Regions from separate parts of the Mus musculus genome. Here all the other regions are linked to region 1. A link is a contact called in public HiChIP or PLAC-seq and promoter capture Hi-C data. All regions are on one chromosome and are shown on one strand. The core of a region is the stretch at or near the end of the contact, and the rest is flanking DNA. Distances in the headings are between cores, read along the strand shown.

Region 1 (3,798 bases), core at 785-3,284:
GTGTGTGTGTGTGTTCATGCGCGTGCGTGTAACCCTCGCTGTCCTGGAGCTTGCTATGTAGACCAGGCTGACGTCATACTCACAGAGGTCTGCCTACGTCTCTGCCTGCAAGTGCTGGAACTAAAGGCATGTATCACCACACTCTGGGCAGAATTTACAAGCATGCATCTAATGCTGCCACCATGTGTGTACTAGGACATTCCGTTTACAATCCTTTCCTGTCCACTGCTAACTGGCTGTGAACCCCCTGACTGTCCCAGTGATCAAATCAGGCTTGTCATAAGCACTTCAAGAGCAAAGTCCCTAATGGCAGGTGTTTAAAGATGGCGGCCTAGGAGAGCTGCCTCAACTCCCAGCCTTTGGCTACAAATAACAGAAAAACAGAGCAGACTTGCCCAGAACAGTAAAGACATTTATTAGCTGTCAGGACAAAAGGCCCTGAGCTATTGCGGCTTGCAGGCAAGGCCTGATCCAGGCTGTTGAAATCTGTTTGGATGGTTTATCCTCGTGCTAGGATTCTTTCTTCACTTTTATTGGTCCCTCTGCTGAGCCTGTTTCCAGATGAGATTCGTGAGACTCAGGACTAAGCCAGTCAGTCCCTGTTAATTAACCTGTGGAAACAAAGCTTGCCCTCCTTCCTCTCTTCCCCTTCTGCCTCCCTGAGTAGCTTTGTCCACCTTTGAATTTGTGATCCTCCTGCCTCAGGCTCCCAGTGCTAGGATGGCAGGTGTTGCCCACCATGCCCAGATACATAGTAATTCCTGCCCCTCCTCCAGTCTCTCCTTCCTCAGGCCTGGCCTGTCCTCTCCTCCTCTTTGTACCTTACCCCTCACTCCACTTCTTTCCCTTTCTGGGTTCACAGTCTAGTTTGGGCTCTTTTTATTATGGTTATTATTATTATTATTATTATTATTTTTTTTTTTTTGAGACAGAGTTTCTCTGTGTAGGCTGTCCTGGAACTCACTCTGTAGACCAGACTGGCCTAGAGCTCAGAAATTCGCCTGCCTCTGCCTCCAAAGTGCTGGGATTAAAGGAGCGCGCCATCACTGCCCAGCTAGTTTGGGTTCTTAATGTCCTACAGCCTAAGGCAGAGCCGGGATTGGCTAGGTTCAGGGGCTCAGGAGCATTGTGTGGGTGGGATCAAGGGCCTGAGACCTCAACATCCTCACTTCCTTCTGTTCCTCTCCGTTTCTCCTAACCTTCCCGCATTCACCATCTTCAAAGGCCTGTCCTTCTTCCTTTTTCCCTCCATCCCTATTCCTCTGTCGGCTTCCATCTAGACCCTGTGGCCCCGCCCTCTAGCCCCGGGGTGCTCAGATGCACCACGCCCCTTCACCTCAAGTCTGGGCCTCTTTCCTCCACTGTGTGATCTCCTCCTCCTCCTCCCCTCCCCTCCCCTCCCCTCCCCATGCTGTCTTTCCTGCTTCTTTCCTCTGTCTGTCCTTTACCTCTCCATGCCTTCCCTGCCTCTCCTCATCCTTCTCCTCCTGCCCTTGCTCGAATCCAGGGATGGCCTGCGCCTCCATGGCCCGGACTACCTCCCCTACCTCCTGTCTCTGCTCCTCCCCCGTTACCACATCCTTCTCTTTCCTCCCATTCAACCCCTCCTGTTGCCCTCCTCTCTGTCCCAGTATCCATTTCTCCCTCTCATTTCTCTCGGTCCCTTTTTCCTCTGTTTCCCCTTCTCCTTCCTCCTCTGGCATTTCGGGGCCCTCCTCTTCCTTGTCTCACCAATCCTGGGCCTAGCCCTGCCACGCCCATCCTCCCTCCCCTCCTCTCTACGCTCACAATCGCTTCTCCATCTTCCTCTCCTCCCTCCCTCCCTCTCTCCCTCCCCGTTTCCCTTTCCAATCCATCCTCCTCCCTAGCCTTGCCCTTTCTTCCCCCTTCCCGTCCTCCCGTTGGCTCCTCCCTTTTTGTCTCCTCCCCTCGCCCCTCTCAGGTCTCGGCTCTCTTTAGCCCCGCCCCTCCCTTCCTCCTCTCAAACGCCCCGCCCCATGACCACGCCCTCCGTGGCTCCGCCCCCGCGCCGCAGCGACAAGATGGCGGCGGGCGGCAGCGGGCGCGCGTCTTGCCCGCCGGGGGTCGGGGCCGGCGCGGGCAGCCTGGGTCCCAGTGCTAACGCGGCCGCCGCCCCCAGCAACGCCGCTGCCTGCGCCCCGGTGCCTCCGCCGCCCCCGTCCCCGCCGCCTGGGCCCGGGACTGACGCGCAGGCCGTGGGCGACGAGCGCGACGACGCGGGCCCAGGCGCGCTGCTGCGCGAGCCCGTGTACAACTGGCAGGCCACCAAGCCCACGGTGCAGGAGCGCTTCGCCTTCCTCTTCAACAACGAGGTGCTGTGCGACGTGCACTTCCTGGTGGGCAAGGGGCTCAGCTCGCAGCGCGTCCCCGCGCACAGGTGGGCCGCCGGGACGCGCCCGGACCCTGCAACCCCAGACCCTGCATCCCCAGACCCTGAACCCCACCCAGACCCTGCACCCCAGGAACCAGCACCCTGAAACCCTGCGCCCTACCCGGGACCGTTCATCACAGACCATGCACTCCACCTGGACCCCGCACACTCTAAACCCCGTAGTCCACTCAGAGCCTGCACCCCCCCATTCTGTTCCCCCACCCGGATCCTGCACTTCACCTGGACCCCGCACCCCATGAACCAGCACCTTAGAACCCTGCACTCAAGACCTTGAACTCCACCCAAGACTGCACCTCAGACCTGCACCCCTATCCAGGCCCTGCATCCCAGGATCCTGCATCCCAAATCCTGCAGTCAGACCTTGCAGTCTGCTTGAACCCTTCATCCCAACCCTAATCCCAAGAGCCTGGACTGCACCCAGATTCTTTATTCCTAGATATTGCACCCCAGACCTTGCATCCTAGAACCCTGCACCCCAAGAATCTGCATTCCACCCAGGATCATGTACCTCAGACTCTACACCCCACCCAGACCTTTCACCACCCCTGGACCCTGAATCTGGAGCCTCAGGCTCTTACCTTAGGATTCCTGACCCCTTCACCTGAACCTGGTTCCCACAACCCCCTTCCCCCACAGTGTACTTCCTAAACATGGGAACCTGGAGGTTCTGTTGGGTCCTGCCTGCCTTGAACCTGGTTCTAGGGCCATTTCATTTTATCCTTAGGTTCTGCTCCGTTCTATCCTGGATCCTCTCTGCTCTCTGAATCCATTAGTCACCCCAACATTCCTCCAGCTTATCCAGTTCTAGGGCCCCCTCCGTCCCCACCCATGACCCCTTAGATCCCCTTCTTACCCCATGTTCACACCTCACACCATCTAACCTACTGGCCCCATCAGAGACCCTTGCCTCTTGTTCCTCCAGCACTGGGCTTCCAGCCTGTCTGAGCCATCACCCCCAGACCTCACCATGGCCACGATGAGTTGAGCTCTTTGGGAGTGGGCAAGGGTCTGGCACAGCCTCAGAAAGGATTGAGGCCTTTTGCGAGTTCTGTGCAAGCTGTGGTAGCGTGTACCGCCTGCCAGTGCGGTTCTTGGCACATGACCTTTATGACCATGTGGGGTAGCTTGTCCAGCTTGATGGCAGGAATGGGGAATGTGGACGTGGGTGTGTGTGTGTAGCCCTCTGGGAAAGAGAGAAGTGGTCTCTTGCTGGAGGGGCAGAGGTGAGGGGAAGTGTTGACTCAGAGGTCTCTCACTCAGGTGGGGGCCGGAGCAAGAAGAATGGGGATGTTGTAGCCCCTTTACAGCTTGTGGAGAGTTGGGGGGGGGGGGCTTCACAGGTGGTACGGTGGGCAGTGGAGGACTTGGCTTCCAAGTGGCTGAGG
Region 2 (3,798 bases), core at 714-3,213, 400 kb before region 1:
ATTTCTAGAAAACAGTATGTTTTCACCCTGGAAAGAAGAAAAGTCTTAAAGAGTTGGTAATTGCCCTGGAATTCTCTGATAGAGAATGGCATCAGTTCCTGTGAAGGTGGCAACATCTTCTCTCCTCTCACGTCCCTCACAGCTTTTCTATCCTGACTTATTGCACACCTCACATCCCTAACCAACCCAGGACACTAAGTTTGGTAATTATAACTACGCCATGTCAAAGGTGGGGTGTGTGCAGAGGATTGGCAGGATCACAGCATATCATATCAGCACTTGGACACTGATGCAGGGGGATGGACAGAGTTCTTGCTTTTCTTTTCTGCTTCCAAGACAGGGTTTCTCTGTGTGGCCCTGGCTGTCCTGGAACTCACAGAGATCCTCCTGCCTCTGCCTACTGAGCGCTGGGATTACAGGCCTGTGCCACCATGGCCCACCTGGAATTCCATAAATTTAAGGTCAACCTGAGCTACATAGTAAGACATGGTAAAATGAAAATAGGAGAGATAGTTCAATGGTTAAGAGTACATATTGCAAACTGGGTAGTGCAGTTTTAGCCCAACCTTGCCTACGGTATGAGACCCTGTCTCAAAGAAAATAAAAAAAGTAGAGTACATACAGCTTTTGCAGAGGGCCTGAATTGCACTGCACCCAACTCTAGCCTTGGGGATTCCATGCCCTCTTCTGATTTTTATAGGCACTGTATTCCCATGCAGACACCCACACATAGACATCCACATAATTCAAAAGTAAAGATAAGTTGGTTTTATTTATTTTTATTTATTAATTTTTTTTTTGGTTTTTCGAGACAGGGTTTCTCTGTATAGCCCTGGCTGTCCTGGAACTCACTTTGTAGAGCAGGCTGGCCTGGAACTCAGAAATCTGCCTGCCTCTGGCTCCCGAGTGCTGGGATTAAAGGCGTGCGCTACCACGCCCGACCTGTTTTTATTTTTATTTTTATTTTTTTATTTATTTTTGGTTTTTTGAGACAGGGTTTCTCTGTGTAGCCCTGGCTGTCCTGGAACTCGCTCTGTAGACCAGGCTGGCCTCGAACTCATCCCGAGTGCTGGGATTAAAGGCGTGGGCCACCACGCCCGGCTCCTGTTTTTATTTTTTGAGACAGGTTTTTCTGTGTAGCTTTGGCTATCCTTTGTAGACAAGGCTTGCCTCAAACTCACCGCGATTCCCCCGCCTCTCCAGTGCTGAGATTAAAGGCGAGCACCACCACTGTCTGGCTGCTAATCTTTGTTTTTCTTTTAGGCATCAGAAAGAAGTTGGGGTGTGCAAAAGATAAGTTTGTAAATAGGTTTTAAATATAAAAATAAGTGAAGTAGATTGTTTAGTGGTTAATCACACTTACTGCTTTCACAGAAAGTGGGATATGCCAGTTTCCAAGATGGGCGAAGTGGATGAAGAGTTCCGGGCCAGGCTGGGCTCGTAGTATTGTCATTTTAAAAAAAGGAAAAAGAAAAAAAAAATTACGAAAACAGGGGGCTGGTGAGATGGCTCAGCAGGTAAGAGCACTGACTGCTCTTCCAAAGGTCCTGAGTTCAAATCCCAGCAACCACATGGTGGCTCACAACCATCCACAATGAGATCCGATGCCCTCTTCTGGTGTGTCTGAAGACAGCTACAGTGTACCTACATATAAAAATAAATAAATCTTTAAAAAAAAAAATTACGAAAACAGAACCAAAAACTTCATAGCATCAGTTAGTGGCTTTGATTCAGATTTGTCTTGCTGAAAGCAGCTAGATCACGTGACAGACTCCATACCACGTGGTCTGCCTTGGTGCCTCAGGGGTCCGCCGCCGCCCCACCGTGCTTTAGGCCTGACCCGCTTGGTGACTGTCAGACTAACTTCCGGTTTTCCTGATGCCTCCAGAGGGCAGTTTCCATAACAACCAGCTTGTGACCCCCCTCTTCGCGTGACGTCACTTCTGTTTTAGAGCGAAGGGTGCACTTGAGCGCATGCGCAAAAGGAAACCTACACAGGAAATGGTTTTTTTCTGCGCAGGCGTCTTGGTCCTGAGGGCGGAGCTTGGCTGCGCCGCGGTGCGCAGGCGCAGCCGTCGGTGGGTCGGGTCTTCGGTCGACTGAGAGGTGAGGCTGGGGGCTCCGCCGTGCCCCGTATGGGCGTCGGGGGTCTGTGGGTTTAGCTTCGCTGTGCTCGGGAGCCCCTGGGACAAAGGTGGCTTGTGATCCGGACTTCTGCTCTCTTCGGGGTCACGTGAGCGGGCGGCGCAGAGAGGAAACTGAGGCAGACAGCGTCCCAACCCACCCCCACCCCTCGTCGCTTTTTCTCACGAAAAGGTCAGCGTTTAGGTGTGTGTGGGGCGGATCTCAGTTTTCTCGGGGCCCCTAAGGTCTAAGACCCTCTTACATTGCCATTCCTCACCCTGGTGACCTTGCTTAGCCTGTTGCCTGCCCACAGCCTCAGTTTTCCTCTTCTGTACAATGGACGTTGTCACCATTGTCTGAGCAGTTGTGGGTGCTCCTTCCCATTGGGAGGGTGTGTTTGATTTTGGTGCCAAAGGTAGGTAGTGTGTGGGTTTGAAGGGCAGAGGGCCAGCTGTGCATGCTAGGGCAAATAGCTTGACCTCTCTGAGGAGGAGTTTTCTTAAAACAATGGTAAGGCAGGTGTGCTGACACATGGGCAGAGGCAGGAGTATCGTGGGACTTCCATGCTAGCAAGGACTACATACTTTGTCTCAGAAAACGAAACAACCAAAAGCAAAGACTCGAGCAAATAGTCTAGAACTTTGGTCCACAACCTATAATCCAGTCTTTCAATTGAGAGGGGGAGACAGCTGGATCGCGGGGAGTGAGTTCAGGCCCAGCCTTGGATACCTAACACGGTGGAGGTAGCTGGACCACAACGTGAGACCCTGTCTGAAAATGAAATCGACATAATTAATAGTTTGTTTGTTTTGAGACAAAGTCTTTATCTGTCTCTGGCTGTCCTGGAACTCACTATGTGAGCCAGGCTGGCCTCAGCGCCACCTCTGCCAGGACTGTAGGTGCCACCACCTCATCTGGCATCATAATTAACGTAAAAAGGATGTCAGTCTGGGCCCGTTTAGTTGTAAGCTGGGCTTGCTGGCTGTCATCCCAGCTTGTAGGAGGCTGAATCGGGAGGATGGAAGTGAAGTTCAAGGCTATGTTGGGCTACATGGTGAAATCCTCTTGTCTCAAAAGCCAGGTTGTAGTGGTGTCCGACTTTGATCCCAGCACTCAGGAGGCAGAGGCAGGAGGAGCTCTCAGAGTTCGAGGCCAGCCTCTGGTCTACAGAATGAGTTCCAGGACAGCCAGGTTGCAGAGTGAGACCCTGTCCTGAAAAACCAAAACCAAAAATGAAATGTTAGCAACAACAAAAACAAAGAAAGTCAGTTGAAATTGTTATGTCTCTGTGTCTGTCACCTGGACATTAATTGTCCTAAGGTCCATTAGCAGAGGTCTGTTAGCCTCTGTGGTGGCTGGTGAAGGCACACGTTCCCCACCAGTTGATTGAGATGACTTTCCTGTTTTGTCCCTCTGTGGTCATTTATTTGATCAGTCTTTCCTTTTATTGGTCATTCTCATCCACAGGGACAGTGTATGGGGATGTTTGTGATCGGTGTGACTGAAGGGGCTTCTGATGTGACACTGACACTGGGTGGGGGTCAGGAACATTGCCCACAGAACAGTGCTTCTGTTGGGGAAACAACTCAGTGAGCAACATGCTTGGCATGAGGGTCTGAGTTCAATTCCCTGTGGATTCCCCATGGAAAAAGCTGGGTGAGAGTGCTGGGGGCA
Region 3 (3,798 bases), core at 961-3,460, 400 kb after region 1:
ATTCAGTGGGGGAAGTGCTCTCCTGGCAGGCACAATGCCCAAGACCCTTCATGAGCTGCAGAAACCGGGCATAGCAGTACACATTGTTGATCCTGGCACTGGAGAGGTGGAGGAGGCAGGATCTGGAATTCGAGGTCATCCTTAGCTGTGTGAGAGTTTGAAGCTATCTTGGGCTACATGAGAACCTGTTTCTTCCAGAAGACCAAAGTTTGATTGTCAGGACCCAAGTGGGAAATCACAATGCCAGTGACTGCGCCTCAGGTGGTGCACAGGGATGAGACACCAAGTACATTAAAAAATAAAAAACAGCGGGGCGTGGTGGCGCAGGCCTTTAATCCCAGCACTCGGGAGGCAGAGGCAGGTGGGTTTCTGAGTTTGAGGCCAGCCTGGTCTACAAAGTGAGCTCCAGGACAGCCAGAGCTATAAAGAGAAACCCTGTCTCGACAAACCAAAAAATAAAATAAATAAAAAAACAAACCAAAACTCCCAAAAGTGCTAACTGTTGCGGTTCTAAATTGGAGCCCTGGTCTCCACTCCTGTTTTTAGCAGTTTTCCCCACCTGTAAAATGAGGGCACCAACAGTTATTGCTGTAACATCTTCTAAGGATTAAGAGTGTCACTGCTTTTCCAGCAGTTCTTAGAAAAATCATCAGATCGCTACACCTAACATGTCCAAGTGACCCAGTAGTAAGCTAGAGCTGCTGAATGACAGGTATGGATTAGAGCAGCTGAGAGAGGGCCGGCTTCTTGGACCTCACCAGGCCAATGAATGTCTAAACTTGAGGCATTCAGCCAGGCATGGTGGCATACGCCTTTAAATCCCAGCAGTTCAGAGGTAGAATCAGGCAGAAATCTGTGAGTTCGCGGCCAACTTGTTCTCAATAGCAAGCTCCAGGCCAGTCAGGAGCTCCTGTCTCTAAATAAACGGATAAATAGAAATAAAAAAATCAACTTGGGCCGGGCCTGGTGGCGCACGCCTTTAATCCCGGCACTGGGGAGGCAGAGGCAGGTGGAGTTCTGAGTTCGAGGCCAGCCTGGTCTACAGCGTGAGTTCCAGGACAGCCAGGGCTACACAGAGAAACCCTATCTCGAAAAACCTAAAAAAAAAAAAAAAAAAGAATCAACTTAGAGGAGCATCGTGGACGACACGCTGAGATCAGGAAGTTTCACAGCCTCTTCAAACAGTAAATCCAGTACCCTTGCGAGCCAGCCAGGCAAATGCAGAAAGTCAAGCCTCATTCCAAATGTGGTGCCAGGGAGCTTGCCCCGCCCCTCCAGAAGCCACAACAGTGCACGTGCCAGCATATGGTACTCTCCATGGCACTGGGACCACTGGTAGTCTCTAAACGTCCCTCCTTGCACCGCAGGCACTTCACCCCTCATGGCTCCAACTTCCTGCCTAGATAACTTGGCCCCGCCCAGGTCCGCAGGCTCCGCCCCATTCATAGTAAAAGGATGGACTCAGCTGGACTCCACAATTACCCTATCCTCAGGCCCCGCCTCCTTGGCGCCAGCCTCAGCTCTAGCGGAAAGCTAGGCCCCGGATCCTGTTTTGCCTCTACCAGGCTGGGCCCCACCCGTGAAAGAAGACTAGGCTTCGCCAGTAGCAGAACGCTTGGATTTCATCCTATCCCATAAACACCTACCCCATGGCTCTGTCCTCATCCGTAGCAGAAGGCTGGACACCACGGTCTCAGCCGGCTGGCCCCGTTCCTTAGTTTCGTCTCTCATACTTAGCAGAATGGTGACCCCACCCCATTGCTCCGGCCCCGCCCCTAGCAGAAGGCTGGACTCTGTCCTACCATACAGGCTCCATCCTGTATGGCTCCTGCCTGCATTCCTCATAGAAGTCTGGATTCTGTCCCAACCCACAGCTCTGGCCCCATCCATAGCAAAAGATTGGACTCCTCCCCAGCCCACCAGTGCAGGACCTATCCCATTCCGTAGATCCGCCCCTCAGAACTTTACTTTGGGCTCCAGCGAGTAGCCCCGACCGTGAGCACGCTCCACCCTGTCCCTCAGCTCCATCCACCCAGGCCCAGCCCAGTGCCAGGCTGGACCCCCTCCCAGAGCAAGGGCCAACCCTCTTCTAATGACTGGACCCACCCTAGCCCAGAAAAGCCCCGCCCCAGCGAGTAGGCCCCGCCCACACGGCTCAGCCACGGAGTTCTTTAGGGCGCATAGGCCCCGCCCCCGCCTCAGGCTCCCACCCACTTGAGTGCAAGGCTAATCTCTGTGCAGAGGCACCGCCCCACTCCGCCTCCACCGGCCCCGCGGCTCCGCAGCCCTGCGCTCCCGGCCTGGTTTGCACAGCCTCACCATGAGCTCTTCTGCAGCTAGCCCGCTCTTCGCGCCCGGCGAGGACTGCGGCCCCGCGTGGCGCGCGGCCCCCGCGGCCTATGACGCGTCTGACACGCACCTGCAAATCCTGGGCAAGCCAGTGATGGAGCGTTGGGAGACCCCCTATATGCATGCGCTAGCGGCGGCTGCTGCCTCCAGAGGTACTCTGCCAGAGGAAACTGAGGCTGCAGCTTAAAAGAGCAGGAGCTCCCATGCATGTTGCAAGTCTCAGTTTCCTTGCCTGAGGCACTGAGCTGCCTTGGGGCTACCTTGGTCGGGAAGGGAAGGGTATTTGCAAAAAGTGGACGCAGGAAAGAGGTCCCGGCTCCGAACTGGAACTTCCTCTCCCAGGGAAGATTTCTACTTCCCGGGGCTGGGTCTTCGGACCACAGTCGAGTGGAACTTAATAGAAAGAGCGAGAAAGAGCAGAGGGGCGTGAGGCTTGTGCTTGTCGGGAACCTCCGAGTCTCCAGGGGCTGTTGCTAAGAATAGCTTGGGAAAACTGAGCAGAGAGGCAGCTGTCCCGGTGCTGTGGCCCTGAACTTCTGTACAAGGGGTGGTGTCTGAGGCACCCCAGCTTCAAACAGGGCAGATGGGCAGTGAGTGAGTGGACTTCAAAGTTCACCCAAGGCAAATGAGGACTTGGTATTAGGTGCAGAATGAAACGTGGAGGGGCTGCAGGTGTAGAGCCTCCAAGCCAGGCTTGGCCCTTTCTCACAGATTAGAGCACAAATCGCGTGGGCAGGGGCTCAGAGTCCAGGGATCCCTGGGGCCAGGCCCTGGGCTCCCAGGCTAGCCGCTCTGATTGGCAGCTGGCCCGAGCCCACACTCTGCTGTTACTTTGTTCTGTCCACCCACATGGTCCTGCTGGCTGGCTGGCTGGCTGGCCTTGAGGCAAGTGTGAGCCAGGCCTCACATCTAAGTCCCCCTCCCCCACCCAAACCAGCTGTCATGTTTTGTCCTCCTAGGGGGCCGGGTCTTGGAAGTGGGCTTCGGTATGGCCATTGCAGCCTCCAGGGTGCAACAGGCCCCCATAGAGGAACACTGGATTATTGAGTGCAATGATGGGGTCTTCCAGCGTCTACAAGACTGGGCCCTGCGGCAGCCACATAAGGTACCTTCTGCCGCTGGGGTGCAGACTGGGAGTAACCCTCAGGGCTGGGAGATCATGGGGTCCCATGTGACCCTCAACCTCTTTTGACCCTCTCCTCTCCAAGGTTGTTCCCTTGAAAGGCCTGTGGGAGGAGGTGGCACCTACCCTGCCTGACGGTCACTTTGATGGTGAGGGAACTCTGGGAGCCTGGCAAAGGGGTTGAGCTCTGGGGAACCCGCTAGCGTCTGGGTACTACTTGGCAGCCTGTGCCTGCTTTTACACTACCATACCCTCTTCAGCCTGGTGGAGCTTGCCATCAAAAGGATGACCAAAGTTTGACCCCCAGGATGTACGTGGTGTAAGGA
Region 4 (3,798 bases), core at 842-3,341, 360 kb before region 1:
AGACACATGCATGCACAACATCTTTACACACAAAATAAATACGAACAGTTTTGGAAAAAAATAAAACAAAACAATGTAAATCATGGAAATGAAAGAGTCTAGGTAGGTCAGGGTGACAAGGTCTGGACCTAGGGGAAGGGGATGTGCCCAGGGCGGGCAGCTCCAGCGCTCCCCCTGGTGGCCTCTGGGCTCAGTGCGGTCTCCTGAATCTACTTAGACTCAATTGCATGCCACAAAAGGGTAATTTTTGTGGATCTTGTTTTGAATTACATTTGGGAAATTTGTGTGTGTGTGTGTGCACGTGTGCATGTACACACGCTCCAGTATGTGTGTGGTAGTCAGAGGACACAATGGTCTAGCCTTACTGGAGATTAGATTCTCTCAGGCTCTCAGGCTTGGAGGCAGATACTTTTCCTGTTGAGCTACAAACCTCTTAGTGTTTGTATTTATTTATTTATTCATTTATTTATTTATTCATTTATTTATTTATTTATTTAAATTTTATGTGCACGGGTGTTTTGCCTGTGTGCATGTCTGTGTGAAGGTGTCAGATCCCCTGAAACTGGAGACAGTTGTGAGCTGCCATGTGAGTGCTAGGAATTGAACCCAGGTCCTCTGGAAGAACAGCTAGTGCTCTTAACCACTGAGCCGACTCTCCAGCATTAGTTAGTTTTTGAAACAGGGTCTCATGTTGCCTACAATGGCTTCAAACTCACCCATGTAGCCCAAACTGAACTCAAACTTGGGGCAGTCCTCCTGCCTCATCTTCTCAAGTGCTGGAAGATAGCCCAACTCTGCATCTACCAGGTGAACCACAAACAGTAGTAGGGTCTGGGGACAGCCTGGATGGGATGTGCCAGGGAAGAACACTGAAGAAAGGTTCTGGGCTTTCTCTGAATATAAAGTGCAGTGTTTGTGTGTGTTTGTGTGTGTGAGCACACGTGCATGTGTGTGCCTGTCTGTGCATGTCTGTGGTGGGGGCATTCATATGTGTGTGCATGTATGTGTGTGGATGTGTGTGTGGATGATAGCCAGGTTCCTTCAGGAATGACAAGAGTCCAGGGAGCCGAGCCAGTAGATTGTCTGTCACAGAATGTCAGTCCACACCAGAATCCTGAGGTCACCCACCCAGGGGCTGCACTGGTCTTTCCCTGGGATGGCTGTTACCTGCAGGGATGTTCCAGATGTCTCTGAGGTCACCAAGAAAACTTGTAGAGAATGCAGACCCATGGGCTGGGGCTTCCAGCATGAGTCCCTGGTGCCACTGCCCCCACTGGAGAGTCAAAGTCATCCTCTCCTGCATGGTGAGTTCAAGGCCAGCCTGGGCGGTTTACTGTGACCCTGTCTTAAAATATATATATATGGCTGAAGTTATAACCCAAGCCAAGTACTGCAAAAGCCAAAAAAAAACCCAAGTAACAGAGAGAATAGAAAAAACCGGAGATGAACATCAGAATACAGAAATGATAAACAAGCAAATAAAAAATCAGTATTTCCTCACTATCCTGGGTCTCTGCTCGGGATTCAAACTCGTTCCTTGAAAACCACAAGGGAGCTTCCTGTCCCTGGCTCCCATGGGGTTTTTTGACTGGACCTTGCTGTTCTGTTAGATCTGGGCTGAGATGGGGAGTTTGATCGGTGTTTTCTTACTGCTAAAATGATGCTCAGCGGAAGATGAATATTATCACAATATGGGATACAAATGTATGCAAACGTCATAATGAAACTCATTATACCATACAATAAATACACACCAATAAAATAAACTCGAAAATCCAAACAAAACAAAGCCTGACTTAGTACATGCCTAACGTTAAGCAGCTTCTCCTCAGAGAGGCCCCTTTGATTGCACCATTGATTGCCAATCTTTAGACGCATAACCCCGCCCTCCAGCTAGTGAATGGCCCGTGGAGACGCCATTCCTGGGTTTGGCCCGCCCACTCGAGCCCGAAGCCCCGCCCTGCCCCCAAGGCTAAGCCTACCAGACTGTCGGCCCTAGGCTCCTCCTCTGGACCAACCTCCGCCACCTTGGCTTCTGATTGGTCCGAATGCTACAGAGGCTCCGCCCTCATCGCGGGAGACCCCGCCCCATGGAAGAGCCCTCTCTAGGCCCCGCGGTGCGTTCGGCTGTGCGGCTGCTGAGACACTGGCTGGAGGCAGGTGAGCTCCGCATGCTGAAGAGACTCGGGGTGTATCGGGGAGGAGTGGGCTGCCTCAGAGAGGACGGGGGCAGCCCAGAGAAGTGGGGTGAAGTCAGACAAGAGTGGGGTGCAGTCAGAGAGAGTTGGGGTGCAGTCAAAGAGGAGTGGGGTGCAATCAGGGAGGAATGGGTGGCAATCAGTTATGGAGGAGTGGGGTGCAGTCAATTAGGGAGGAGTGGGGTACAGTCATACAAGACTGAGTTTGGTGCAGTCAGATACGTATTGGGTAAGGTGACAGGAGTGTGGTGTAGTCAGGGGAGTGGCGTACAGTCAGGAGAAGTGGGGTACAATAAGGGAGGAGTGAAGTGAAGTCAGACAACAGTGGGATACAGACAGAGAAGAATGGAGTTCAGTCATGGAGAAGAGGGGTGCAGTCAGGGAGGAGTGGGGTGCAGTCAAGGAGGAGTGGGGCACTACCTGTTTGCTGTTTGGTTGCACACAGTACCAACACCTTGGAGACAAAGACATAGAGCAGGGGGAAGGTACCTGTGTGTCCCTCTCAGGGACTCAGGGTACATAGGCTTAGATCTTGGGGTGCACAAGGCTCCAGTGTTGACTGACTGTTTCAGAAACTTCCTGTGGGAGTGTTAGGGGCAATAGTGTTAAGGTGTGTGGGCAGCTCTCCACTGCGGGGGTGGGATGGGGTGGGGGTAGGGGCGAGGTGGGAGAGAGGGTGACGGTGGCTGGCTGGGGGACCTCTTGTTATAGCACTGAAACTGTTGCCAGGTGTCAGGGAACCAGGCACCAAGTTCACCGGTTTGCAGCTGCAGACAGGTCTAGTGCTCTCAGTGGCTTTGGGACTCTGCTTTGATCTGTTAGCTGCTGTCCCTCAGTCCTCAGTCCCCCCTACCTCCTCATGAGGGCAGGGCAGCTAGCCCTGGGTAGGCTCCCTGCAGTATCTGCCAGGGAAGATATGTGTTAAGGCCATTCTGGTGCAAGCTGTCACAGAAAGACTATGAGGAACCCCCCTTGACTCCCACCATCCTGGGGTGCAAATGAGAATCTCTACCCCGGTGGTGGCAGGCGTGCTCTCCCAGTCCTTAGGAAACTGAGGCAGAAAAATGGAAAATTTGAGGCTAGCTTAGGCTACATAGTGAGTTCCAGGACAGCCACGACTGCAGAGTGAGACACTGTCTCAAAAACACCACAGTCAGCTTGCAGTTTAGTGTAAGATTGTCTCTGAACTTGGGTGACTCTGCTGTGCAGGGAACACTGGGTAACATCTAGGGACATGTGTAACTTTCTCAAATCAGGGAGGAGGTCCTGGCATGCAGTGTGGAGCCTAAGACTGCACAGTGCCTTGCAGGGCCCATAGTGTCCCACAGACAATGAACAGGCCCAGTGTCCACAGCCCAGAGGTGTGAAAAACTGCCTGAGATCTATGCAGCCAGGTTGGAAGGATGTGGACTGGGATAGAGCCCGGGGTGGAGAACCTGCCTAGAATCCCCCAGTGAGGCACTAGGGTTGGAAGCCATGTCCATCCTCCTGCCTCAGGCTCTACAGTGCTGGGATTACAAGGTATTTGTTAGGATGCTTAGTTCTTCCAGGTGGCTCGTTCTGTTCTGTTTTTAAGACAAGGTCTCCTGTAGCCCAGGCT
Region 5 (3,798 bases), core at 943-3,442, 330 kb after region 1:
CTGCCCTCCAGCTGGTGAGGAAGTGACAGTACGTGGAACTTTGGGGATCTGTGGCAAAGGGCTTTATGTCCTTCACTCAGAGTTGCCGTGGTCTTGTGATTCAGGAAGGGAGGGGGACTTCAGAACACCACTGCAAGTTTCTGAAGACCCCAAAAGAAGGTCCCTAAAATCATTTCAGAAAGATGATGCACCAAGGCCCTTTCCACACTGCAGAAGGGGTCTAGAACAAGAATGGACCTAAAAACAGCTGAGGTGCTTGGATGGATAGTCCCTTCCTGCAAGTCCCTCCCCAAATCCCAGCCACTACCTTAGATCAACAAATATTGACTCAAAGCTATTGTGCTGAAGCACGGAGGAAGAGAGAGAGCCTAGTGTCCGGGTGCTGGGTCAGTCTCCTCCCAGCCTGGGCCTCAGAGGGCTCAGAGATCCACGGGGACTTTCTCCATGAGAATATTCGAGAAGGAGTACACACAATGGGCTGATAGGGCTGGGGTTGTTGTCCCTTGTTTTTCCATCCACTTAGGGGCCAGCTGGGCCACTGGAAAAACCAGACTTGCAGAGAAACCAGACTTGGGGCCTGGCATGCAGCCAGGGCCCCAAGAGGAGGCAGGTCACATGGAGAGTTGCAGTAGGACCCTAGGGTGCCCTTTTCCAAAGACCTTGGAAGAGAAGCAGGCAAATGAAAATCCCCCTTCTTGGGATTCCAGGATGAGACCCTACAGGTAGGTCAGAATGCCCAAATAATAACAGGGTCCCTGGGGGAACCAGAATGTATTTCCCTTCCATAGATAGGCACCTAGGACATTTTGGTTGCCTGTTGGGGACCCAGCTGTGCATTTCTTCCCAGTCTGGTCTGGGTGCCTAGTACCTCATGAGGTCTTTTCCCAGGCCCATCAGGGACCCAAGATATGCACTCCTTCTAGGTCTGAGTCCTTATGGCCTTGTAGAGGCCCTCAGGAACCTAGGATGTGCACACCTTCCAGGTCAGAGTTCCCAGAACCTCACGATGCCTGGTATAAGGGTCCATCTTAGAGATGGGATGCTGCAGCTAGGAATGAACTCTCAGGACCTCCCAAACCCCGTAGAAAACCTAAGATGTAAACTCCTTCCAGGGTGAGGGCACCCAAACTTCAAGATGCCCAGTCAGAACTTGGGTCCTGCAACTTATACAGGGATAGGACCCGGGAGCCAAGCCTGCATTCCCAGGGCCTCCTGGAGCTCGTCTAGAACCCATGACATGAGTCCTTTCCAGTGATGGGACCCAGGACCTCATGGTGCCCGTTGGGAACCAAGTGACATGCACCCCTCTCCAGGCTCACCCGCGGCGAGATACCGCTTCTCTACACCGGTCCTTGCTTCGAGCGCCCCGAGCGCTTCGGTGGCCACGTTCTTCTGTTCCAGAAAACGTTCGAAGCGCTGGCGCAGACCGTCCATGGCAGCGGCGGGCGCGGGGCAGGCCACTGAAGCACGCCCGCAACCTCGCGCACCGGCGCCGCCGAGAGCGCACTTTCACCACCCGCCCACCGCCCGGCCCCGCCCCCGGCCCAGTGCTTTCGGCCCCGGACCCTGGCTCCGCCCCCGCCCCCCGGCTCTGGCCAATGGGAGGGCAGGGCGGACAAAGGAGGTGGGGCCTGCCCCGTCTCCCCGGCCGCATGGCCCTCTGGCCAGGGTGAGGGCCGGGGCGGCAGCGAGGAGTCCCGAGGGGGCGGGGCCCCAGGGTGATGGCGTGTTGATTGGTCAAGAGGGTGTGGCACGATAGTGATTGGACAAGCGGTAGATTATTGACGGAGAGCGATTGACGTGGGTGGAGCTAGTTGAGGAACAGATGGGCGGAGCCTGGTAAAGATCAGCGCTGATTGGACAGACCAGAAAGGAGGCGGGACTACACTGGAAAAACGAAGCTGATCACGAAGGAGGGGGCGTGGAGAAAAGTGGGCGGGGCCAAATAAAGGTTGAAGGCACCTGTTACCTTGAACCTGCTCCTAAGGGCAGATGGAGGGGTTGTCCTTGTATAGGTGGAGAAAGTGAGGTTCCCGAAGGCTTAGGTCCCTATGAATGTGTCACTCCTAGTGGAATATTCCCACCCCTCCCAGGTGGGGAGGGGGTGGGGGAGGAAGGAAGCGCAAGGCCCCTTGGGAGTTGACAGCTTCGCGTTGCTATGGTGTCCAGGCTGGGAGTGCTTCCTGAAGCCCCGCCCCCGCCCCGCCCCCCGCTATGCGGCCCTCCCAGACAGAGCTGTGGCTGGGTCTGACTTTGACTTTGGCCCTCCTGGCTGTGAGGTGGGCCTCAGCCCAGGCCCCCATCTATGTCAGCAGCTGGGCAGTGCGGGTGACCAAAGGTTACCAGGAAGCTGAGCGCCTGGCCCGTAAATTTGGCTTCGTCAACCTGGGACAGGTGGGTGGGACGTGGGGTGTGGGTCTGGACAACCTCAGATCTGGACAAATGGGAGGGTGTCCCCAAGACCTCCCCAAATATGTATCTGTGTGCCCCTCCATGTTCAATTTGGGATTCTGTGGCTGTCATATGGACCCCTGGCTGAGGTGTATAAAGTCGTGGAGATCCTATCAAAGGAGCAGGGTCCCAGCTATGCCCCTGTTGTCCGTCGCATTCCCAGATCTTCCCTGACGACCAGTATTTCCATCTGCGGCACCGGGGTGTGGCCCAGCAGTCCCTGACTCCACACTGGGGCCATCGTCTACGACTGAAGAAAGATCCCAAGGTGAGAGTGCTCGTGGATGCTGTGTCCCAACCAGTAGCCTTCTGTCACCGTTCCTGCTATGAGTGGCCTGTGTGAAGTGGGGCCTAGTTGGGGAAGCCATGTGTGAGCTAGGCGCATATGTAACACAACTTAATATCCAGGGGGACTCAGATAAACCCTTGCCCTGTTGTCCTGAATGGAAGGTCTCATGCACTGGTCCTTTCCCCCCCTGCAAGCCACAGGATGTAGGGAAGGGAACCGGTCCATTTCAGCACACAGGGGAGCTGGAGTCGGTGAGTGTGCAGAACCAGGGGCAGAGCCCAAGTTTTTGGTGCTTCTGTAGGTGTCCTGTCCACATTAGGCCAGTCTGCCACTGGGAACAACTCTTAGATGGCAGTCAAAAAACAGGCATGGAGGTGTGGTATGAGCCATAGAGGGTTACAGGATACGTTAGAGAGGGGATCACCTGCACTGGGACCTATCTTAGCTATTGCTATGACAAATACCATGACCAAAGCAACTTCCAGAAGGAAGACTTTATTGGAGCTTATTGGACTCAGAGGGTGAGGCCATGGCCAGTATGTCAGGGAGCATAGCAGGAGGGGTCAAGGTGGTGCTGATAGTTCACAAGGGGAAGGGAGAGCTAGCTGGAAAGGACATGGGCTTCTGAAACCTCCAAGCCCACCACCCACCTCCCAGTGATAGCGATAGACCTTCTTAAACAGGTTCACCTACTGGGAACCCAGCCAAGTATAAAAGGTAGGGGCCATTCTCATTCAAACCACCACAGGGACTCAGTGTCTTTAGAAGCCAAGCCTCTGAAGGAAGAGAATGAAGATAAATAGAAGTGGATAGATGGACAGAGATGGTCACCCAGAAGAACATGGCTCCTGAGAGAGACTAAGATGGGGTGTAAGGAGAAGGGCACAGGAGATGCTTTGGGCTGATAAACAGCACATGGAAAGGCCCTGGGGTAGAAGACAAGACTTTTTCCTGCCTTCCTAGTTGTAGCTTTGAGAGGAGCAGGCTGACTGCTGTAGGCCAGCTGGGCAGTAGGTGTGGTGATGTTGGACGAAAACGGAGGGGATAGGAGCTAAAAG
Region 6 (3,798 bases), core at 914-3,413, 310 kb after region 1:
CTGGCAGAGGTGAATGGGTCCTAGAAGGCGCTCCGAGGGTGGTAACCCGGCTGGAAGTGGGTGTGGATCAGAGCTGTCCCCAGCAGGCTGCACTGTCCTGAGCAAACTTAGGGGAGCTCTGGAGCCCTGGTGCACCCTCTGCTGGACTGAGTCAGAACTGCAGGGAAGTGCCCCACAGTGCCTGCTGTGTGCACACCCTGCAGAGCATACCACCTTCTGTATATGCTCCTGTATGACACAGTGCCCGCTCTATGGCCTCCTTGTAGGCCTCAGCTTTTGACGGGTGCCGGCTTCACTGCGATAGTCTGCTTTAGGAAAACTGGGGAAAGAGCCATGTTCACTGGACACACTCTCTTCAGAGCGTAGTGTCTACTGTAGGCAGTGGCTGCACAGCAAAGTGCCTACTGTATGCTATCCCTGCAAGGGAGAGGGCCTATTGTACATATGCACCTATTGTATATACTGTGAGCTATATGCTCGCTCTGCCAGACACAGTGTTTCCTGCACACTTGTATCATGAAGGACGGGGCACCTAATGTATACTCCCCTTCAGTGCCTACTATGTGCACTACCTGGATAGTATATCTGTTGCATATTTTCTCCTGTAAATCTATGTCTGCTGTATATCCTCCATGCAGAGTGCATGCCTACTGTATACCAGGACAGAGTGCATGCCTACTGTATACCAGAACAGAACTCCTACTGCACGGGCCCCTCTCTCTCCCTAACACGGTCCTCATCTTTGCTTTGCTGAGGTCCCTTCCTTTCACAGCAGGACGTCAGGATTGTCTCTCATTCTCCTGCTGACCCTGGCTAGGCCACCCTTGCCTCTAGCCCCTTTAGTGGTTATATGTTCTGTAGGGGTTCTCCTCACAGCCCATGCCTGGCCTTAGCATCTTTTCTTCAACAGGATGATGGGTGTCAGAAATCGGAGTCATGGCCATGCATGGCCACCTCCCCACACTGGGCTTGGCTGCTGGGCCATAGCTGTGTGCACACAGTGACTTGCATAATAATGTCACGGAGTGGTCACACTCAGAGATGTTTCCAGCGGCTGTCCTGTGCTGAGCCCTGTCCAGAGGACCTCCCTGAGGCAGGTGTATACAGCAGACACTGTCCTCTATGTGTAGTAAATACTGCAGGCAGTCTGCTTTTCAGGGAGTGCATACAGCAGGCACCGTGCCCTGTGAGGAAAGCGGGCCAGAGGTCAGCCAGGTGGGCTTCCTAGAGGAGGCGAGTTCAGCGCCCAGGAATAGCATGGTCCACACAGCACTGATCATCGCAGTGCGGCGTCCTTCTGCCCGGCTGCCGGGAGGCTACACGAAGGCGATGGGGTCAGGGGGTCCACAAGAGGCTGGCAGAGTGCCGGGAATGGGAAACTGAGGCGGAGGGCTTGAGGCCAAAACCAGTGGAGAGAAGCAGCACTGGCGTCCAGGCCTAGAGGGCGGGACCGGGTGGAGCATTGGTGACGGCAGCGCCTGGGAATGTGGGGCAGGGAGGGTCCCTCCGCCCCCAGCGGGCGCGCGGGGCCTCGTGAGGGGATGCTTGGGACTCGAGTGAGGAGTCGGGGGGCGGGGGGGGTGGAGATGCGAACCAAGGCAGGAAGGTCTAACTGGGGAATGATGTGGACCAGCGTGGAGAGGTCTAATTGGGGGTAACAGGGACGGGGTGGGAAGTCCCAGTTGCAGGGATGATGGAGACCTGGGTTGGGGTCCCAGGGATTGTTGGGACAGAGCTAGGAGCCTGGCCTGAGTGGGTGATGGGGATGAGGAGAGGAAATCTGGCGTATCTGGCTGCGGGGTGCTACGGAGCAGGACGGGGTACTGAGAGTGAGAGGGCGCCCTGGCATGGACTATCCCACCCCAAGCCCCAGCGCTAGGCACATTCCCTGGCCCTGAGCGCGGCGCCCGGAATAGCAGTCCAGTCACCCCCGCGCACCGCCCCGCAGCTGCACTTCCCAAGGTCACTGGCACCCAGGATATCAGGACCAACGCTGGGCCGCTGAGCTGCGCTGTCAGACACAGTAGGTCAGCCCCCTGCCGCAGGTCCGGGCCCAACGCGTGCGCCCTCTCCTGCCGCACGAGGGCGCCCTTGGCCTGCGCCCTCGGTGACCCCAGCCTGGGCGCGCCTAGGAGGCCCGGGTGGGAGGGATCGACCGAGTTCGCAGTCCCGCACTTTGGGGCCCCGCCGCTTCCGCCAGTCCCCGGGGCGTCCCGGGGAAACTTGGACGTATTGCCTTGGGCTCTCAGCAGATGGTAAGTCCCTCTTCCCATCCTGCCACTATTCCACCCGGTGTGGCGGCGGGGATGAGATTGGTTTCTTTCCCTGCTCGGAGCGAAAGCAGCAATCCCTAGGATGGTGGGTGAGTTTGGGGGTCGCACTTCCTACGGGATGGGACTGAAACTCAGGAGACCGACACCCCAGTGACTGGTGCACCAATGCGGGAGAGGGATGCAGTGCTAGATGCGGTGCTCGGGAGAGGGCATTGACAGACATGGGTAGGAGCCCCCCTCACGAAGGGGGTTATGAGATGGCCTTCCCCAGCCTCCTTCTTCCTTCCTTCCCGGGACAGCCCAGTTTCTGGGCCCGCAGAAGGAAGGGTCCGGCGAGTGTCTTGAAGCAGTTCCCGTGAGTTTCCAATTTACAGCCATCTCGGTCCCAAGGTGTCCTAAAGGACATCAGATTGGCTGACAACCGGAGAGACCCTGGTTCCAGCCGGGCCGGGGTACTTTTGTCCTCCTTACCCCTTTTTCAGGTACCTGGACCCTGTGGGCTGCAGATCTTTGAGAGCCCGTGTGCCCTTCAGAGAGCCTGGCCCGGGCCCAGAAGGGACTCACTTCATCTTGGTTCCCTTCCCTCCTGGCTGGTCTTGCCAGGCTGGGATCACGAGGAGGAGGGCGTCGGCTGAGAATGACTTCATCCGGTCTCTACAGTTGGGGAAACTGAGACCTCCACTCAGCCCCACCCTGCTCTTCTTGTCCGCAGATCCTCTAGGCACCGCAGCCCGCAGCTCTGGCAGATGAGACCATGACCCACGTGTTGGCAGGAGGCCAGGTCAGCCGCCCAGCGCCTGCCACGGGGTGGGGTTGGGGGTGGGGAGGAGGTCCCTTAGGCTATGGGGTACCTGGGAGCACAGCGGTCCCCAGAGGCTGGGGGGCAGCTGGGAGGGGGACATCCATTCCACCCTGAGTTTCTGGATGAGCCTCCATTAATTATCCCTCTACAGGCTCTCAGAGACTCAGGGATGGGGTTCCGCGGGTTTTCACTGCACAGATGGGGAAACCGAGGCCTGGAGAAATGGAATGGTTGGTTCCTGGCCACCCAGGAAGGTAGATGAAAGGGGTGACTAAACTTGCAGCCACCTAAAAACTGTCCTTAAAGGATTCCTTGTGCATTATAAAAGAACACACTGGGGCTGGTGAGATGGCTCAGTGGGTAAGAGCACCCGACTGCTCTTCCAAAGGTCCTGAGTTCAAATCCCAGCAACCACATGGTGGCTCACAACCATCCGTAATGGGATCTGACTCCCTCTTCTGGAGTGTCTGAAGACAGCTACAGTGTACTTACATATAATAAATAAATAAAAATCTTTAAAAAAAAACAAAAACAAAATAAAAGAACACATTGTCTATAGGAAGAACTGATTAAGGTGGGTGTGTGGCAGTCCAGGACTAGCAACTTTGTCCCAGGAGGCTAAGGGAGGAGGATTTTTCAGAGTTTGAGCCTAGCCTGAGCTACAGATCAAGACTCCCATCTCAAAAGGAAAGCAGAAGCCTGTCCTAGAGCAAAAGCCCAGTG
Region 7 (3,798 bases), core at 731-3,230, 270 kb after region 1:
CTCCTGGTCCACAGCTTCACATCTGAGTGTCTCTGCCCTCCATCTCTGCTCACAGCCAGTAGTTCAAACTCTGGCTGGGTGGGCAGAAGTGACCCGCTTGACTGCGTGCAGCCCAGGTTAGCCTCTGGCTTTGAATACCTGCCAAGGCTGCTGAAGTTTCTGCCAAGTCAAGGACAAGGACTGTAGCTGGGGCCCAGGGAATGGCTAGACATAGATGTTAGGAAGAGGAGTCAGTACTTCCTTTTTTTTTTTTTTCCTTTTCTCCCCGCCCTCCTGAAGCAAGGTTTCTCTTCATAGTCTTGTCTGTACTGGAATTCCCTGTGTAGACAAGGCTAGCCCCAAACTCACAGAGAAACTGCCTGTCTGCCTCCCAAGTCCTGTGCCACTAGCATCCAGCTTTGATTTAACAATAATCTAAGTATAATAATAATAGTAATTATTATTAAACTGGCTCTTAATTCACAGCCCTGGCTGACCTGGAACTTCCTGAGTAAACTAGGATGGCTTGGGACTTAGAGGTGTGAGCCATGGTACCCTACTGGCTCTTGACCTTTTATTAGGGTCAAGGTGGCTTCTGGGCAGAAGAACTAACACACTGGGGGTGTGAGGACACTCTGTGTTCCAACCTGCACTTGTGTTCATGATGGTTGTAAAAGTGACAGGAAGGCATGGATTGGGGGAGGGGCACTGTTGTGGCTAAGAACGCTGCAGAATGGAGCGGCCTCTGCCCCAGACCCTGGGACACAACTGACCTGAGGTTGCAGTCAGCTGTAGGCAAGGACCCAGACAAGGTCCATCCTGTTCCCTGTTCATGAGAAATCTCAACAGGAACTCTGAGGTATATGCAACAGCTGGGGACAGTATGGCCCTGGAGGTAGGCAGAGCCTGTGGAAGAGGCTGCCTTCCTCAGAGCCCAGCATCTCCAGTGAGGGTCGTCTCAAATGATTATGGGCAGTGTCTGCTGGGAAGCGATTCACCCCACAAGTTCTAAGTGCTTATGTCTAAGTTTGGGTGTACACAACCCCCTCCACCCCCAAGGATGAGCTGTTGGGAAAGGCTTGACTTGGGGAAAGGGACCTCTGGCTGCCCAGACACCATGCCAGGAAGGACGTGACTCGGGGAATGGGTCCCCAAGTCATTAAATGTGCTTGGGATAGAGGCGCCGTCGTCAGGAGGAGGACAGAACCAGCTGGAAGAACACAGCACAGGAGCTGGCGCCACCCTGTTACTCAGAGTGGGTTCCATGACTGAGGGTGAGGTGGGGGACCAGAGTCAGTGTGGTACCCTAAACTAGAGAGTCCCCAGGTGCACATAGGTAGAAATCCCCGGCTTCTGGAGGGCAAGGACAGCCTGGGGCAAGCCAGGTACTAGAGAATATTGCCTTTACGATGTAGTCACAGTGTAGGGGCTGATGTGAAAGAAAACACCGTGTGGCTGCGAGGTGATCCCTGCCAGAGGGTCCCCAAGGTCTCCAGGCACACGGGGAGGATTTCCCTGCTCTCGAAGAGCGAGGACTGACTAGAGAAGAAAGACACAGGAGGGGGACTCCACACTTTTGAGCACAGAGATGATTTTGTGGGATCGGGGAAGGGGAAACACAGTGTGGCCGCCAAGTGATCCCTGATAGAGGTCCCGAAGGTCCCCTGGCGGGCACTGGGAGGAGGCCGGGGAAGCCAGGGGTGATGGCGAGGGCTCCTGGAGCACACGACCCTCCCCATATCCCCGGGACGCACCAAGGTGGCTCAGAACTGCGGGCTCCGCCGACCCACCTGTGGCGCCTCCCGCACGTGCGGGCGGGCCAGGGGGAGGGGGAGAGGGAGGAGGAAGGGGAGGGTCCGCACCCTGGGCGGGGGCGGGGCAAACACGTGACTGCCGGCCCGGCCCGCGCGTGCGCAGCGGCGTTGCCCATTGTTGGCCGCGGTGACGTCGCGGGGCGGGGCCGGGGCGGGGCGGCGGGAGGGCGGAGGGAGGGAGGGCACGAGCGTCCCGTGCCACCGCCGCCGCCGCCGCCGCCGCCGCCGCCGCCTCGGCCGCCCAGGAGCCGCCGCCAGCCCTGCCACAGCGCCACCGCCCCGCAGCCCCGCGTCCCCGCAGCATCCCCGCGCCGCCGTCCCCGCCCCGCCGCTGGATGCCGGCGGCCGGCGGCCGAGCTCGCAGACGCGGAGGGCGGCGCGGGCGGCGGCGGCGGCGCGGGCCCGAGCGCTAAAGCCATGCCGGGCTCCACCGGGCAGCCCGACGCGGGCGGCGCGGGAACCGGGACCACCGCCGGCGACCCCGGGCATCCGCACCCTGCACTCGCGGGAGCCGAGGATGCCGCGCCCCGGCCGCCACCCGAGCCCGACGACGCGGCCGCTGCGCTGCGCCTGGCGCTGGACCAGCTGTCCGCGCTCGGGCTGGGGGGCGCGCGCCCCGGAGATGAAGGGATGGCGACACGCAGCGCGGACGGGGCGACAGAATGCGGAGAGGATGAGCCCGCGCCCCCCGACGAGCTCGAGGTGGCCGTGGCGCCCCCGGTGACTGGTGCGCCCTCGATGGGCGTGGGACCCTCGATGGCCCTGGCACCCTCGGTGACTTGTGCACCCTCGATGGCCCTGGCACCCTCGGTGACCAGTGCACCCTCGATGGCCCTGGCACCCTCGGTGACTTGTGCACCCTGCATGGCTGTGGCACCCTCGGTGACGGTGGCACCCTCAATGGCACTGACACCCTCGGTGACCCTGGCACCCACGATGGCCGTGGCTTCTTCGGTGGCCCCCGGCGGGCTGCCTCTTTTGGACCCCGACGTGAGCCCCCGGCCATCACCCCCAGACGTGTTCGCCAGCTTCGCGCCACACCCGGCTGCCCTGGGTCCCTCGACGCTGCTGGCTGAGCAGTTGAACGTGATCGGGAGTCGCAAGAAAAGCGTGAACATGACCGAGTGTGTGCCGGTGCCCAGCTCGGAGCATGTCGCGGAGATCGTGGGTCGTCAGGGTGAGTGGCTGCCGTCGAGGAGTGCAGGGGCGCGCTTATTCTCCTGGATAAATATTGAGGGGGGCACGTATGTATTGGTGGGAGGAAGGGACAAGCTGTGGCCCGTTCTAGCCCAGGGTGAATGTGACCAGGAGACCCCAGGGACACGCCCCGTGTGGAATCTAGGCCTCGGTGGATTTCTTGGCGCCTTTGTTCAAAGCTGCCGGCTGCTGCAGAAGTTGGGCACTGCCCAAGCTGTGGCCACAACCGCGGCCTTTGTCTGGGTTCCTAGGGACAACCACAGTCCATGTGCCATAGCTGGGGGACACCTTAGGACATAGGCCCCTTAGAAGCAGCTAGGGCTGCCCCCCACCCACCCACAGATAGGCATGGGGCGGGGCCAGCTTAGACTTGCTAGCCCAGGGAGGGTGCCCGGAGGGCAGGATTGAAGTATAGTAGTTTAGATAGAAGGTGCCTCTCTTAGCTCTCTAGCTTGGAGGTCCGGACTAGGTGCTGTCCTCTGAGAAAATGACTATAGCCCCCAGCGAACCCTGAGCTTGAGAATCTGGCATTTATAGGAGGGTCTCCTGGCTGTAGAAGCTCTCCATGGGGTTCACCCCGCCCATCTTGACAGGCTGACCCCCAGCGGTCCCAGGGTATAGGGATCTAATCTACCCAGACATGGGGGTCCCTGCGGCAGCACTGTGGAGCTGGGGAGTGTCTCTGTTGGCCGCCCCATTGTTCTCTTTGTTCGAAAGCCAGGCTGAGATTCGCACAGTGACATCAGGCCAGCCGTTGCTCATTGGCCCTTGAGCTGCTGGGGCGGGCAGGACTGTGGTGGGCAGTGCC

Evidence for each region. Promoter capture Hi-C pulls out the DNA fragments that hold promoters and counts their contacts. HiChIP or PLAC-seq counts read pairs in DNA pulled down with a chosen protein or histone mark. Capture Hi-C pulls out chosen DNA fragments and counts their contacts.
Region 2: a contact with region 1 is called in a promoter capture Hi-C map of neural stem cells. The contact joins the promoter of Sgta here to the promoter of Btbd2 in region 1. A contact is called at or near these places in 2 of 39 promoter capture datasets (frontonasal cranial neural crest and neural stem cells), 2 of 115 datasets of contacts at active chromatin or transcription factors (astrocytes and pancreatic cancer cells) and 1 of 9 other capture datasets (adipose tissue).
Region 3: an H3K4me3 HiChIP or PLAC-seq map of bone marrow-derived macrophages shows a contact between it and region 1, with 2.5 times the contacts expected there. The contact joins the promoter of Gamt here to the promoter of Btbd2 in region 1. A contact is called at or near these places in 2 of 39 promoter capture datasets (cranial neural crest and pre-B cells), 2 of 484 Hi-C or Micro-C datasets (embryonic retina and pre-megakaryocyte-erythroid progenitors), 4 of 115 datasets of contacts at active chromatin or transcription factors (bone marrow-derived macrophages, differentiating embryonic stem cells, epiblast stem cells and 1 more) and 3 of 9 other capture datasets (adipose tissue, liver and pancreatic islet).
Region 4: an H3K27ac HiChIP or PLAC-seq map of microglia shows a contact between it and region 1, with 6 times the contacts expected there. The contact joins the promoter of Gng7 here to the promoter of Btbd2 in region 1. A contact is called at or near these places in 2 of 39 promoter capture datasets (the SN4741 cell line and maxillary cranial neural crest), 2 of 115 datasets of contacts at active chromatin or transcription factors (microglia and pancreatic cancer cells) and 2 of 9 other capture datasets (adipose tissue and liver).
Region 5: a contact with region 1 is called in a promoter capture Hi-C map of liver. The contact joins the promoter of Pcsk4 here to the promoter of Btbd2 in region 1. A contact is called at or near these places in 3 of 39 promoter capture datasets (hippocampal neurons, liver and neural stem cells), 3 of 115 datasets of contacts at active chromatin or transcription factors (bone marrow-derived macrophages, embryonic stem cells and pancreatic cancer cells) and 3 of 9 other capture datasets (adipose tissue, liver and pancreatic islet).
Region 6: a contact with region 1 is called in a promoter capture Hi-C map of neural stem cells. The contact joins the promoter of Adamtsl5 here to the promoter of Btbd2 in region 1. A contact is called at or near these places in 2 of 39 promoter capture datasets (the SN4741 cell line and neural stem cells), 1 of 15 datasets of contacts at CTCF or cohesin (large pre-B cells), 1 of 484 Hi-C or Micro-C datasets (embryonic stem cells), 1 of 115 datasets of contacts at active chromatin or transcription factors (pancreatic cancer cells) and 1 of 9 other capture datasets (adipose tissue).
Region 7: a promoter capture Hi-C map of hippocampal neurons shows a contact between it and region 1, with 2.2 times the contacts expected there. The contact joins the promoter of Mex3d here to the promoter of Btbd2 in region 1. A contact is called at or near these places in 9 of 39 promoter capture datasets (the HPC-7 cell line, cranial neural crest, embryonic stem cells and 5 more), 3 of 484 Hi-C or Micro-C datasets (B cells, embryonic stem cells and erythroblasts), 10 of 115 datasets of contacts at active chromatin or transcription factors (the SCID.adh cell line, bone marrow-derived macrophages, embryonic stem cells and 4 more) and 3 of 9 other capture datasets (adipose tissue, liver and pancreatic islet).

What each region holds. Positions count from the first base shown.
Region 1 is chr10:80,654,730-80,658,527 of GRCm38.p6, reverse strand. Btbd2 (BTB (POZ) domain containing 2) reads left to right here and starts at 2,034. Exons shown (of 9, transcript NM_145361.3): 1 at 2,034-2,398. The coding sequence starts at 2,043.
Region 2 is chr10:81,058,436-81,062,233 of GRCm38.p6, reverse strand. It overlaps Sgta (small glutamine-rich tetratricopeptide repeat (TPR)-containing, alpha), which reads left to right and starts at 1,963. Exons shown (of 12, transcript NM_001358550.1): 1 at 1,963-2,106.
Region 3 is chr10:80,259,424-80,263,221 of GRCm38.p6, reverse strand. It overlaps Gamt (guanidinoacetate methyltransferase), which reads left to right and starts at 2,210. Exons shown (of 6, transcript NM_010255.4): 1 at 2,210-2,501; 2 at 3,309-3,454; 3 at 3,558-3,621. The coding sequence starts at 2,321. It also overlaps a transcript of Dazap1 not described here.
Region 4 is chr10:81,013,218-81,017,015 of GRCm38.p6, reverse strand. It overlaps Gng7 (guanine nucleotide binding protein (G protein), gamma 7), which reads left to right and starts at 2,091. Exons shown (of 4, transcript NM_010319.3): 1 at 2,091-2,160.
Region 5 is chr10:80,327,867-80,331,664 of GRCm38.p6, reverse strand. Pcsk4 (proprotein convertase subtilisin/kexin type 4) reads left to right here and starts at 2,192. Exons shown (of 15, transcript NM_008793.2): 1 at 2,192-2,394; 2 at 2,615-2,719. The coding sequence starts at 2,215. Reep6 (receptor accessory protein 6) reads right to left here and starts at 1,520. Exons shown (of 5, transcript NM_001204931.1): 1 at 1,320-1,520. The coding sequence starts at 1,434. Gm51809 (a long non-coding RNA gene) reads left to right here. Exons shown (of 3, transcript XR_003949017.1): 2 at 524-722; 3 at 1,173-1,206.
Region 6 is chr10:80,346,813-80,350,610 of GRCm38.p6, reverse strand. Adamtsl5 (ADAMTS-like 5) reads left to right here and starts at 2,163. Exons shown (of 13, transcript NM_001285435.1): 1 at 2,163-2,255; 2 at 2,986-3,054.
Region 7 is chr10:80,385,833-80,389,630 of GRCm38.p6, reverse strand. It overlaps Mex3d (mex3 RNA binding family member D), which reads left to right and starts at 1,980. Exons shown (of 2, transcript NM_198615.2): 1 at 1,980-2,970. The coding sequence starts at 2,211. Gm30823 (a long non-coding RNA gene) reads right to left here and starts at 1,871. Exons shown (of 3, transcript XR_380610.3): 1 at 1,734-1,871.